2 separate regions of the Sus scrofa genome follow, and region 1 is linked to region 2. Evidence: chromatin contacts called from public Hi-C data. All regions are on one chromosome and are shown on one strand. The core of a region is the stretch at or near the end of the contact, and the rest is flanking DNA. Distances in the headings are between cores, read along the strand shown. Region 1 has its middle 110 kb from the start of MCFD2. Region 2 overlaps LOC110260019 (a long non-coding RNA gene).

Region 1 (5,213 bases), core at 1,867-4,366, 67 kb after region 2:
TCCCGTTGTCTCATAGTTTCTTTGCCCTTTTCTTCCCGCAAACTGAATCACAGGAGATCAGGGATTAATATCCATCTGGGGCATAGGTACACTCCCTACAGTAAACACGGCCTGTGGGGATGTTATTTCCAGGAGTCCTTAAGCCACAAATGTTCATCAATGGCCATATAAAGAATGCATCGAAGTTCATGCTCCTACACTGACTACCTGAGTTAATTTTCTGCTTCACGAGAATCCAGTGTTGCCATGAGATGTGGTGTAGGTCGCATACGTGGCTTGGATCCTGCGTTGCTATGGCTGTGGCATAGGCCGGCAGCTGTAGCTCCCCATTCGACCCCTAGCCTGGGAACCTCCATATGCGAGGGTGCGCCCTCAAAAGCCAAAAAAACTTTTTTTTTTTTTTTTTAAATGGAGGTGGTCGTGAAGGGTAGATGGGAAATGGCGGTGGAAGTTCTTTGCCAGCTCTGTGTGGCTTCTTTCCCACTCTTAGCTTTTTCCAGTCTTGCCCAGCCTCCAAAGCTCGGCCCAAGCCCACTGCCTCGTGCCTCCTTGACTCCCCCTGGCTGGACTGAGTCCTCAGCCCGGAGGGGTCATCATTGTGTGCTCTTGCAGCTCCAGAGCCATGTGAGTGCTGGCCATCCCTTGAATGACTCGTGTTAGAATCCGCCAGGCTGCCCTCTCAGCACTGGACCGGATACAAGCCCAAGCTGGCTCTACTCATCATCTCCCTGTCTTGGGACTTCCTATTTTCCAAGTGCTTTTATCTGGATGTCAGGTGTGAGAGATCTCTGAGCAACCCAGGGAGATGGTTGGGGAGAGATTTTAGGAATTCCCATTACATGGAGGAAGGGACCGATCACACTGAGAAAGCCCAAGAGACCTAGCCAAGGTCACAGGACTGGGCAGTCGATTGCCAAGTCACGATTCAAATCCAATGTTCTCAGCACTCCCCAGGCGGCCGCCTTTGCTCAGGGTCTGACCTAAACCAACACAAGACCAGAGGTGTGTGCGCACTTGGGGCTCACAGGCCCTCTTAAGTGGGCTTTGGCTTTTCTTTGCTTCTGTGGGCCCCCTCCCCATGGCTTCCCCAACCCCTCCCAGGAGCCATCCCTCTCAGAAGCCATCCCTGAACCCCACCAGAGACTCAGCCCAGGCCTGCGCTGGGGCAGACAGCCCCAACACAGGGCCACAGGGCCCGGCCCTACATGCTACCTGTGTCCGGATCTGGATCCCGATCTGGAGCGAGGCAGGCAGGGCTTTGCTCTTGGCAGGACAAACAGTCTTGGCCTCTGCCCAGAGGCCAGGAGAGGGTTTTAAATAGCCAGGGACAGGCGGATTGTGAGGCCCAGTTTAAATTAGTTGTCACTGCTTGATTGAATCAGATTTAATTGTTGGTTGGTGCTGAAATGACGAAGGAGATATGGCTTTAAATAGGAACCGTAAGTGGTTCAGCCTCATCTTGGGTGGGAACTGCAAGCACAGATCAGGTCTCTTCCTATTCAAAGCGGGGGCTGGGGGGCTGGGGGGGGTGGCAGGGGCAGTGGTAGAGAGGGTGGACTGAGCCTGGCCTGGACTGCGGGCACTCGGGAAGATGAGGGCTCACCGATGGATCACGTCCACCCGTCGGACTGTCCTCTTCCTCCCCACCCTTTGACGAGCTGACTTCTTCCCACCTGCTCCTTCGCGGCTGTGCCTGGACCCCTCCTTTTAGAGTCACCAGAGGAAGAGGGGGGCACAGCAGAGCGGAAACGTCCGCTGTACTTGGGAGCCTGAGGACCTGTGTTCGGATCTCACCTTGCCCCTGACTGGGGGGGACATCTGAGATCTCGGAGCCTCAGTTTCCACATCTGTACACCGAGATGAAGCTGGTCCTGTCTCCTCCTTCAAGAGCTCTGAAAGCTGTCACCAGGGCCATTCCTGCTGGTGAATCAGCAGCTCCCCTACCTGAGCCTGTGGTGTGTGCCCTCTAGAGCCCAAGGGCCCTTCCCCCACCACAGGTCACAGCCCACTTTGTCGTGCCTTCCTTGTTGTTGCTGGATGGTCCCGGTTCCCTGGGCCAGGGTGGGAGTCCCCCCTCCATCCCTCTCACCTGGGGCCTGCAGTTGCACCTTTCACCTCTAGCTTCCCCTACCTCCCTTCCAGAGCCAAGTGGAGCAGTCAGGACCCACATTCGGGCCTCACCCTGCCCCTCACTGGCTTGAGAAGGCCCACAGAACCAGGCTTCTGACACCAGTCCCCCACGCCCACCACTCCTGGGACAGGATCAGGGACCATGTGGGGTCATCTCCCCATCGCTAAAGAACAACTATGGGCAAGGGCAGAGATCTGCCTTTTCTCTCTTGGCCTGGAGTTAGAGTTAGGACTTTGGGGACCTATGGGAGAAAGTGACAGGGAGGCAGACTTTAACTCACCTGAAGAGCCTTTTAGCTGAGGCTTTCTCAGGGAACCCCGGAGGAGCTCAGCCAAAGCCCAGATGAGGCTTCCACTGAGAGGGGTGCAGATGGGCCGTCTCCGGGGCTGGGAGAGACTGGCCTGGTCTCAGGGTTGAAAGAACCACCTCCTGGTTCCACCTCTGCCCTACTCCCTGCATGACCTTGAGGCAGCTGCTTCATCTCCCTGAGCCTCAGTCTCCACTTTCGTGAACACGGGAAATAAGAGGCTTTTCTGGAAAGGGGCAGCATGAGGATTCTGAAATAGGAACTAACAGATGCAAAAGTACTCCTTGCTTGGCCCGGGGTTGGTGTGGGATAAATGCTTGCTGACTGTGAATCTAAGCCAGGTGGGGCCTTGGACCAGCTAGTCCCCTGCAACTCTGAGTGCGGATACTTTCATCGGCACAGGTAGCCAAGTGTCCAGGTGAGGAGGCTGCTAGACCAAGTGCCCACAGTGTCGAGAGGGGATGGGGGAAGAGTGGACAGTTCACCTCAGCACCGTGCCCTCAGCTTCACTTCTTTTTTGGCGGGGGGGACGGGGGGGGGCCAAAGGAAGGGGCAGGCCAGTCGTGTCATCTGTATGAAGTGGAAATATAGCTCTTATCTCATTTCCTTGTCCAAACTGCCTGTGATGGATACGCCTGGGCCATGGACGTGCTGGGAGAATAACGGGAACTGACGGGGTCTGGGCCACGTTCTCTGCATCCTCTTCCCACACAGGCGTCCAGAGCGGGAGAGTCGGGCTCTCGCTGCGGTGCCAAAATAAACTTGTATTGTTTCCAGCAACACAAGAGGCCTTGAGTGAAGCAGCTTTTGCCAAACCCTATAAGGAAGCTGGGGGAAGGGGGGGGGAGCCTGTAATGAGAGATCCCCTCCCCTTTGCCCCCACCTCCAGCTTTCTCCTGACTTCTAGAGAACTCCATGTAGGCAAGCCCCAAAGCAAGTCCCGGAGGGCACTGCGGGAATCTGGACTTTTAGGGGAAAAAGAAGGGACTGGAGCTCCCATTTGTCTTGTGTCTTCTATGTGCTCGGTGCTTTGCTGATAGAGTTGCGTGAGTGGGCTGGGGGTGACACAGACCTCGGTTCAAATGCTGGTCCTATCACTTGCTAACCCTGTGCTCTGGGCAAGCAGGTACCTTCTCTGAGCTTCCCTCTCCCCATGGGTAAAATGGAGCTAACCATAGTGTATGTTACGAGGTTGTATGGAAGGTCAGCTCAGGTGATGTCAAAAAATGCTTCTATTACAGAGTTGCTGTTAATAATTTTCAGGACAGTGCCCAGAGGTGGGTATTGTTATGTAACTATTATGGTTTGGATTGAGGCACTTTATCAGGGTCTATCAGATAGTAAGTGGCAGGCTCAGGATTCAGACTTGCATCTGGGTGGCTCCAGGGCACTGACTCATTGTACCTGCATCTGAGATGGGCTGGGTTTCTTTTTTTTCTTTTTCTTTTCTTTTCTTTTTTTTTTTTTTTTGGTCTTTCTGACGTTTCTAGGGCCACTTCCCATGGTATATGGAGGTTCCCAGGCTAGGGGTCTAATCAGAGCTGTAGCTGCCCGCCTGCACCAGAGCCACAGCAACGCAGGATCAAAGCCACGTCTGCAACCTACACCACAGCTCACGGCAACGCCAGATCCTTAACCCACTGAGAAAGGCCAGGGATCGAACCCACAACCTCATGGTTCCTAGTCAGATTGGTTAACCACTGTGCCACGACAGGAACTCCAGGGCTGGGTTTCTTTTTTTTTTTTTTTTTTTTTTGTCTTTTTGCCTTTTTGCTATTTCTTTGGGCTGCTCCCGTGGCATACGGGGGTTCCCAGGCTAGGGGTCGAATTGGAGCTGTAGCCACTGGCCAACACCAGAGCCACAGCAACGCGGGATCCAAGCCGCGTCTACAACCCACACCACAGCTCACAGCAATGCTGGATCGTCAACCCACTGAGCAAGGACAGGGACCGAACCCGCAACTTCGTGGTTCCTAGTCAGATTTGTTAACCACTACGCCACCACAGGAACTCCTGGGTTTCTTGATATAGATGCCAAGCTGCTCTGAAGCTGGGGAGCTGGAAAGCTGGGAAAGCAAAGCCTGTTAGGCAACACTTTCACGGCCTCATTGCCCTTGAGACCTCACAGGCTTGCCCACTGTCTGGCTGGATCTGGACACCAAAGCCTAGGGATCCCCTCGCCAGGACCCAGGACCCCTCTGTCTTTGGAGCATCCATCTGGAGGGGGTGTCTACAGCTTGGGCCCTTACTCCAAGGGACATCTGCACAACTGGACCCCAGCCCTGCCCAGGCAGGCAGCCTCCTGCTCCTGCGTGGACAGCTAATGGAGCCAAAGTCTCCTGGGATATAAAATTTGCCTCTGTTACTCACTGCCTGGGAGACATCAGGCCTCTTATCTTGCTCTCTCTGAACCTCAGTTTTCTCCTCTCTGCACTGGAGCACTATTACCTAGTTTCTGGGTCTCTGAGAGAGAATGAACATGACAGTGTGTGTGTGTGTCTGGAGACCAGTGCTCCCTGGGACCCTGGGACTCCAGGCTGGGACCTATGTTTCAGCCTTCGATATGGACTCTGCATGTCATCCTTAATGAAAAGTGAATAACTCATGTGTTCATTTCATTAAACGCTGCCCCCACAAACGTGTGGGCTTATGCAGCTCTCCAGACTGTCAACTGGAAGATATCTCAGAATTCCTTGTAAATCAAAAGGTTTCATTTTGCTGCCAAGACAGTCCACTTTCTCTGCCTTGTGTCAGGAGGAGGGATGGTGTAGGCAG
Region 2 (5,369 bases), core at 692-3,191:
ATGTGATTGATAAATGGGGAGGGGGGTGACCCAGGAGAGGAGGGGGTGCCCTCCTTGGGGGAGCAGGGAGCAGTCTTTCCCCACTGCACCAGAATAGTTATCCATCAATGTAGGCATTCCTTGCTTTGTTTAGCCAGCTACCCATTAGCCAACCACCTAAGGGATGGTTCCAGAAGCTTATACTCTACAGTCTTGACCCTGTCATCTTTAACACACAAGCTTGTGATTGAAGGACAGTCATTTTTAGGAAATAGTGATTTTACAGGGAGATACTGCCCCATGTGCACTCCGGGGGTGAGGGGTGTAAGCATGCACACACACACACACACGCACACACGGGCATGCATGCGTGCAAATTCACAAGCCCAGAGTGAGCTGAGAAAAGTCAGCTTCGCCTACAGTCTGACTGATTCCTCTAAGGATCATCAACACAAACAATGCAGGGGTGACTCATCGCCTGTGACTCACAGCGCTGTGGGACTAAGGTCCTGCCCGCACAGGGCAAACATCATAGTATTTGTCCTTCTGTCCCCTGAGGGGGAGGGTTCCCCCCAGCCCAACCTCCACCTCTAAACCAGGTGAGCCTGGACGGGGGCAGCTTATGATGTAGAAAGTAAGGGAGCATTCTAGAGAAACTCACCTGATCTGGGCAACAGGGGTGATGGGAGGCGGGGTTTCTTTATTCAAGGATTTACAGAAGATGTATTTCAACACAGCATTCCCCACTGGGCATTCAGAACAGGGTATGATTCCCCCCCCCAAAAAAAACCAAACGATTTCTTGGTATCTTTTCAGGAATCCATTGATTGTGCAAAGTGAGGTTAGTGTGCTGGAGTGAGGAATATGGGGGTGAGGTGGGGAGCAGAAATTCCCAGTTGAAAAGTCAGAGAGGGTTTTGGACCATTGAGGCCACTTCCTCCCACCACCCTGGGCCTTGTGACTTGCTGATTCCCTGTCCTCGCCTTTACCCTCTTCCAGCTACCATCCCCCCCCACCCCCGCCCCAATCTGGCCCTGCACTCAGGGCTGGAGCCCGAGGGGAGGGGCTGCCCTGCTCCTTGCTGGCAGCTTGACTCTCTTCAGCTGCTCCTGAGAACACTGTTCCAGAGGATCAGGTTCCTGCCTCTGCCCCCGGGATTTATCAAGCAGTCACTGTGGATCTGCGATGTCTAGGATGATAGGGGGATGAGGGTGGGACAAAAGAGGCCAGTCCTTTAGCCAGGAGCCAGGAGTCCCATGTGATGTACCTAGGGAAGGGGAACTTTAAATGTTTACCCTGGGAGTTCTCATTGTGGCTCAGTGGAATCCGACTAGGAACCATGAGGTTGTGGGTTCAATCCCTGGCCTTGCTCAGTGGGTTAAGGATCCGACATTGCTGTGAGCTGTGGTGTAGGTTGCAGACACGGCTCAGATCCTGTGTTGCTGTGGCTGTGGTGTAGGCTGGCAGCTACAGCTCCGATTAGACCCCTAGCCTGGGAACCTCCATATGCCGTGGGAGTAGCCCCAGAAACGGCAAAAAGAGAAACAACAAAAAACAGAAAAAAAAACCTCTTACCCTGGAGTGGAGGTGCACAGAAAGACTGTCTTTCGGAGGCCAGCCTTCAGTTTGGAGATGCAGTTGCCTTCTAGACCAAGCATCCATAGTTCTGGGCAACCAGATGCCCAGGTCAGTAGGTCAGTAACTTGGGGATGTCCCAGTTTGGAGGAGATGTGGCCTTTATCTTTGAGACAGTCAAAGGAATGCCTTTAAGGCATCCTTGGTCTGAAAGGGAAGCTGGAATTTCTCCCTTTCCCGTTTCCCATCCTTCAAAGCAATTAATTAATGTTGGCAGCGGGAACCCACGGTGGGCAGAGGAGCCTGGGACTTCCACTCCTCCCGCCAGAGCCACTCACAAGCGAAGCCTGAAGTGTGGCCTTGTCTGTCAGATTGTTGCAGAGACTGAAGGAGCTCTTTGATAAGAAAGTGCTAAATAACAAAACATGAATTATAGAGAACGTAGAAACCAGGGCCTACAGATTGGTTGGCTGGATGTCAGGCCCCTAAGGGTCTTCTAAAGACTGGACCTCTCCCTCCTCTTGGAGGTGGTCACCAGGCCAGCACCTGGGAGCAGGCAGCCTCCTGCAGGACCACAGGGCAGAGGTGAGGAGTTAAAGAAAGGCAGTGAGACTGCTGTGCTGGGGGTGGGGAGCAGAGGGACAGGGAGGAGCTTGGGAATGGGGACAGGGAAACAGCACAGTGCCGCCTGGGTGGAAATGATGGGAGGGGGCCCAGTAATGTGTCCTGGGAGCGGGGGGAAGCAATGGAACAAGGTTACAGTATCAACGGCTAGAAATCTTGTGTGTTGACCCATAAGGACTGTGGCAGGAGATGGAACTTGCATAGAAATGTGTGCCTCTCAGATACACAGGGACAGCCAAAAAAAAAAAAAAGAAATGGTGAAGATGAAGGCTTGGGGCAGAAGGCTCACCTCAACCTCAGGACCAGGGGTGCCCCCGCCCCTCTGCCCAGAGATGGGTCCTCAGACATCGTGGGGGGGCTGGTGTGGGGAGAGGAGTCTGCCTGGAGGGACAGAGAGGGATCTAGGCATTGGAAGTGAGGTCCAGAGTCTCTGCTGACCAGACACAAGGGCCAGGCCTTGCTCTCCCTGCCACCCCCACCCCATCCTGCCCGTGAACTGCACACTCACAGCAAAGAGCTGTTCGATTCCGGTGCCTGTTGTGGGAGAAGGAATATGACAGCCTCTGCCCGAAAATTGTCCCCTACTCGTCAGTGTCAGACACACCCTGAGCGGCAGGGGTGGGGGTGGGTGCGGTGAGTGGGAGAGGCTGGCCTTGGATCTGGCCCGGAAGGAGGGTGGTCTTCAGCCCTGTGTGGTCCCACTGGGACTTTAGTGCTCAGGCTTCACAAAGGAGCATGAAGACAGATGATAATAATAATAGCTATTCCTTTTGATCTAGCACTTGGCTGTGCTCTAAGTACTTTGCAGCTGGAGGTCCTCACCACAGCCCTACTGTCAGCACCCCGATTTTACAGAACGAAGGCAGGTGCAGAGAGGTGAAGGAGCTTGCCCAAGGTCATAGGGCAGAAGGGGAGCAGCTGGATTCCAAGCCTGACAGTCCTGCTCTCTTGGGCCCGTGCTCCAACCCCAAGCCCAGCTGATCTGAGGGCACATTTTCCCTTGGAGTGTCTTCGCAGCAGATGCCACCGGATTCAGGCTGGGCACTGTAGGGCCTCTGGGATCTGTGCCCTGGGCTCAGGAGGAGAGAGGCCAGCTGGGCAGCGGGGCCTGGGGGTCCGAGGTGTGCACAGGGCATGGGCCCAAGTATGGAGTTGGGAGTGGAGGGGATTGGAGGGTTCAACTGATGGCAAATGCAGGCCAGTTCTGTCTATAAACAAATAAAACTGAGCCACAGTGGGGCAGACACATGTCCTGGAGACAGCTCTGCTTTCGTTTGTGGATGTGGGTGTGTGTGTTTTTTGTGTAAGTTGCCAAAACACCCTGAGCCAGGCTGGTGGAGGGTGGGCCCTAGGCTGCTCCTGATGGATGCCTGCTCAGGTCCCCGAGGCCCACAGTGTCAGATGGCTGAACACACTGTAAGCTCCGAAGAAGAAAAACAGTCACCTAGCTCACTGGAGTGGGGGTACTGGGAGGGGGAAGGGAGGAGCCCCTTAAACTCAGGCAGGTGCTGCCCTTCAGAGAAGACTCAGGGGATCTATCTCAGACTTGACCAAGCAGGACAGAGAGGTGGGTTCCAGGCCCAGCCCTGCCTTGTCCCTGGGAGACCTTGGGTTGGTTGAAGCCCCTCCAAGCCACATCCAGACTGGGCACTCAGATGCTAGGTCTGGCTCTTGTCTCATTTGCGCTTCTCACTAGGACACCTTCCTGGGAGCCCTGCTCCAAGCATCTAGCCTCCTGCTGGCTTCTGTGGGCAAGGGCACCCATGTCTAAAGTGGGCTTTCTAGGGTTCCCACTGTGGCTCCACAGGGTTGGCAGCATCTCTGCAGTGCCAGGATGCAGGTTTGATCGCTGCTGCCCCCAGCACAGTGGGTTAAAGAATCGGCAATGGTCGCAGCTGTGGCTCAAATCTGACTCCTGACCCAGGAACTCCTTATGCTGTGGGGCAGCCAAAAGAAAAGAAAAAAGTGGGCTTTCTCTGCCTCAGCACTTGACTCTGAGGGCTGGATTATCTTTTGTTGTGGAAGCCTGTCCTGTGCATTTCAGAGTGTGTAGCAGCCTACCTGCCTCTACCCATCAGATGCCAGGAGCACCCTGTCGCTACAACCCAAAATGTCTCAGGACTTTGACAAATCATCCCCATTGAGAACCACAGGTCTAAGGGGAAGGCTTCGGTCCAGAGGCGCCTCGGGACCAGCAGTAGCTGGACTGGTGGGACTTCGGGTGGTTTCCCTTCATTTTCCCTGGGTCCTCGACCTTTTGTCTCTTGTCATGGGAATGGGAACTCAGCCTTGAGGTAGAGGAAGAAGGGAGGTTGTTTGGGACCCGGAATGCTGTATTAAGTCAGGTTGGGCAGGCTGGGGTCACAGACTCTCCCCTCAGCGCTAGGAGGGAGGCACGTGGTCAGAGAAGGTGGTGGGGAACCCAGATTTATTTCCTTTGAGAACAGCTTCACTGGGTTGCAGAAATCATGCCCGCCTGATGCATGAAATACATCCAGTTGGAATTCTCTAGAGGTGCAGCAGGTATTGTTACTGCAGCAGCTCAGGTTGTTGCTGTGGCGCAGGTTCAATCCCTGGCCCTGGAACGTCCACATGCTGGGAGCGTGGCGAAAACCCCGAAGCCAACTCAACTAGAAAAGGAACACACCTAATGGTTTTCTGGTGCCATGGTGGACCTTCTTCCTCCCAGCCACTTCTTTTTTTTTTTTTTTTTTCCTATTTCTTGGGCCGCTCCCGCAGCATATGGAGGTTCCCAGGCTAGGGGTCCAATCGGAGCTGTAGCCACTGGCCTACGCCAGAGCCACAGCAACACAGGATCCGAGGCGCGTCTGCACCACAGCTCACGGCAACGCCGGATCGTTAACCCACTGAGCAAGGGCAGGGATCAAACCCGCAACCTCATGGTTCCTAGTCGGATTCGTTAACCACTGCGCCACAACGGGAACTCCCTCCCAGCCACTTCTGATGGTTTCTGTTCCCACTGCCTCTCTCTCCTGGGTGGCTGTGGATTCCCCACCCATCACACCATGTCCAGTCCTCCTTGCTTCTTACCAGGCCATTGCAATAGCTCCCGTAGCTTTTCCTGCCTCCAGTCTCTCCCCCATCCACCCTCACCCCGATCTGCCCTTCATACACTAAAGTGCTTTTTTTTTTTTTTCCCCCTGAGAAACAGATTTTCATATCGTATTCTC

What was found. A called contact is a pair of places that touch in the nucleus more often than the background predicts.
Region 1: a Hi-C map of retroperitoneal adipose tissue shows a contact between it and region 2, with 1.7 times the contacts expected there. A contact is called at or near these places in 9 of 47 Hi-C or Micro-C datasets (embryonic fibroblasts, fetal heart ventricle, heart right ventricle and 4 more) and 2 of 2 datasets of targeted methods (alveolar macrophages and skeletal muscle).

The regions. Positions count from the first base shown.
Region 1 is chr3:93,727,000-93,732,212 of Sscrofa11.1, forward strand. No RefSeq gene overlaps it. Among named protein-coding and RNA genes, the nearest start is that of MCFD2, 110 kb to the left of the region's middle.
Region 2 is chr3:93,660,865-93,666,233 of Sscrofa11.1, forward strand. All of the region lies in intron 1 of LOC110260019 (a long non-coding RNA gene), which reads right to left. Among named protein-coding and RNA genes, the nearest start is that of MCFD2, 43 kb to the left of the region's middle.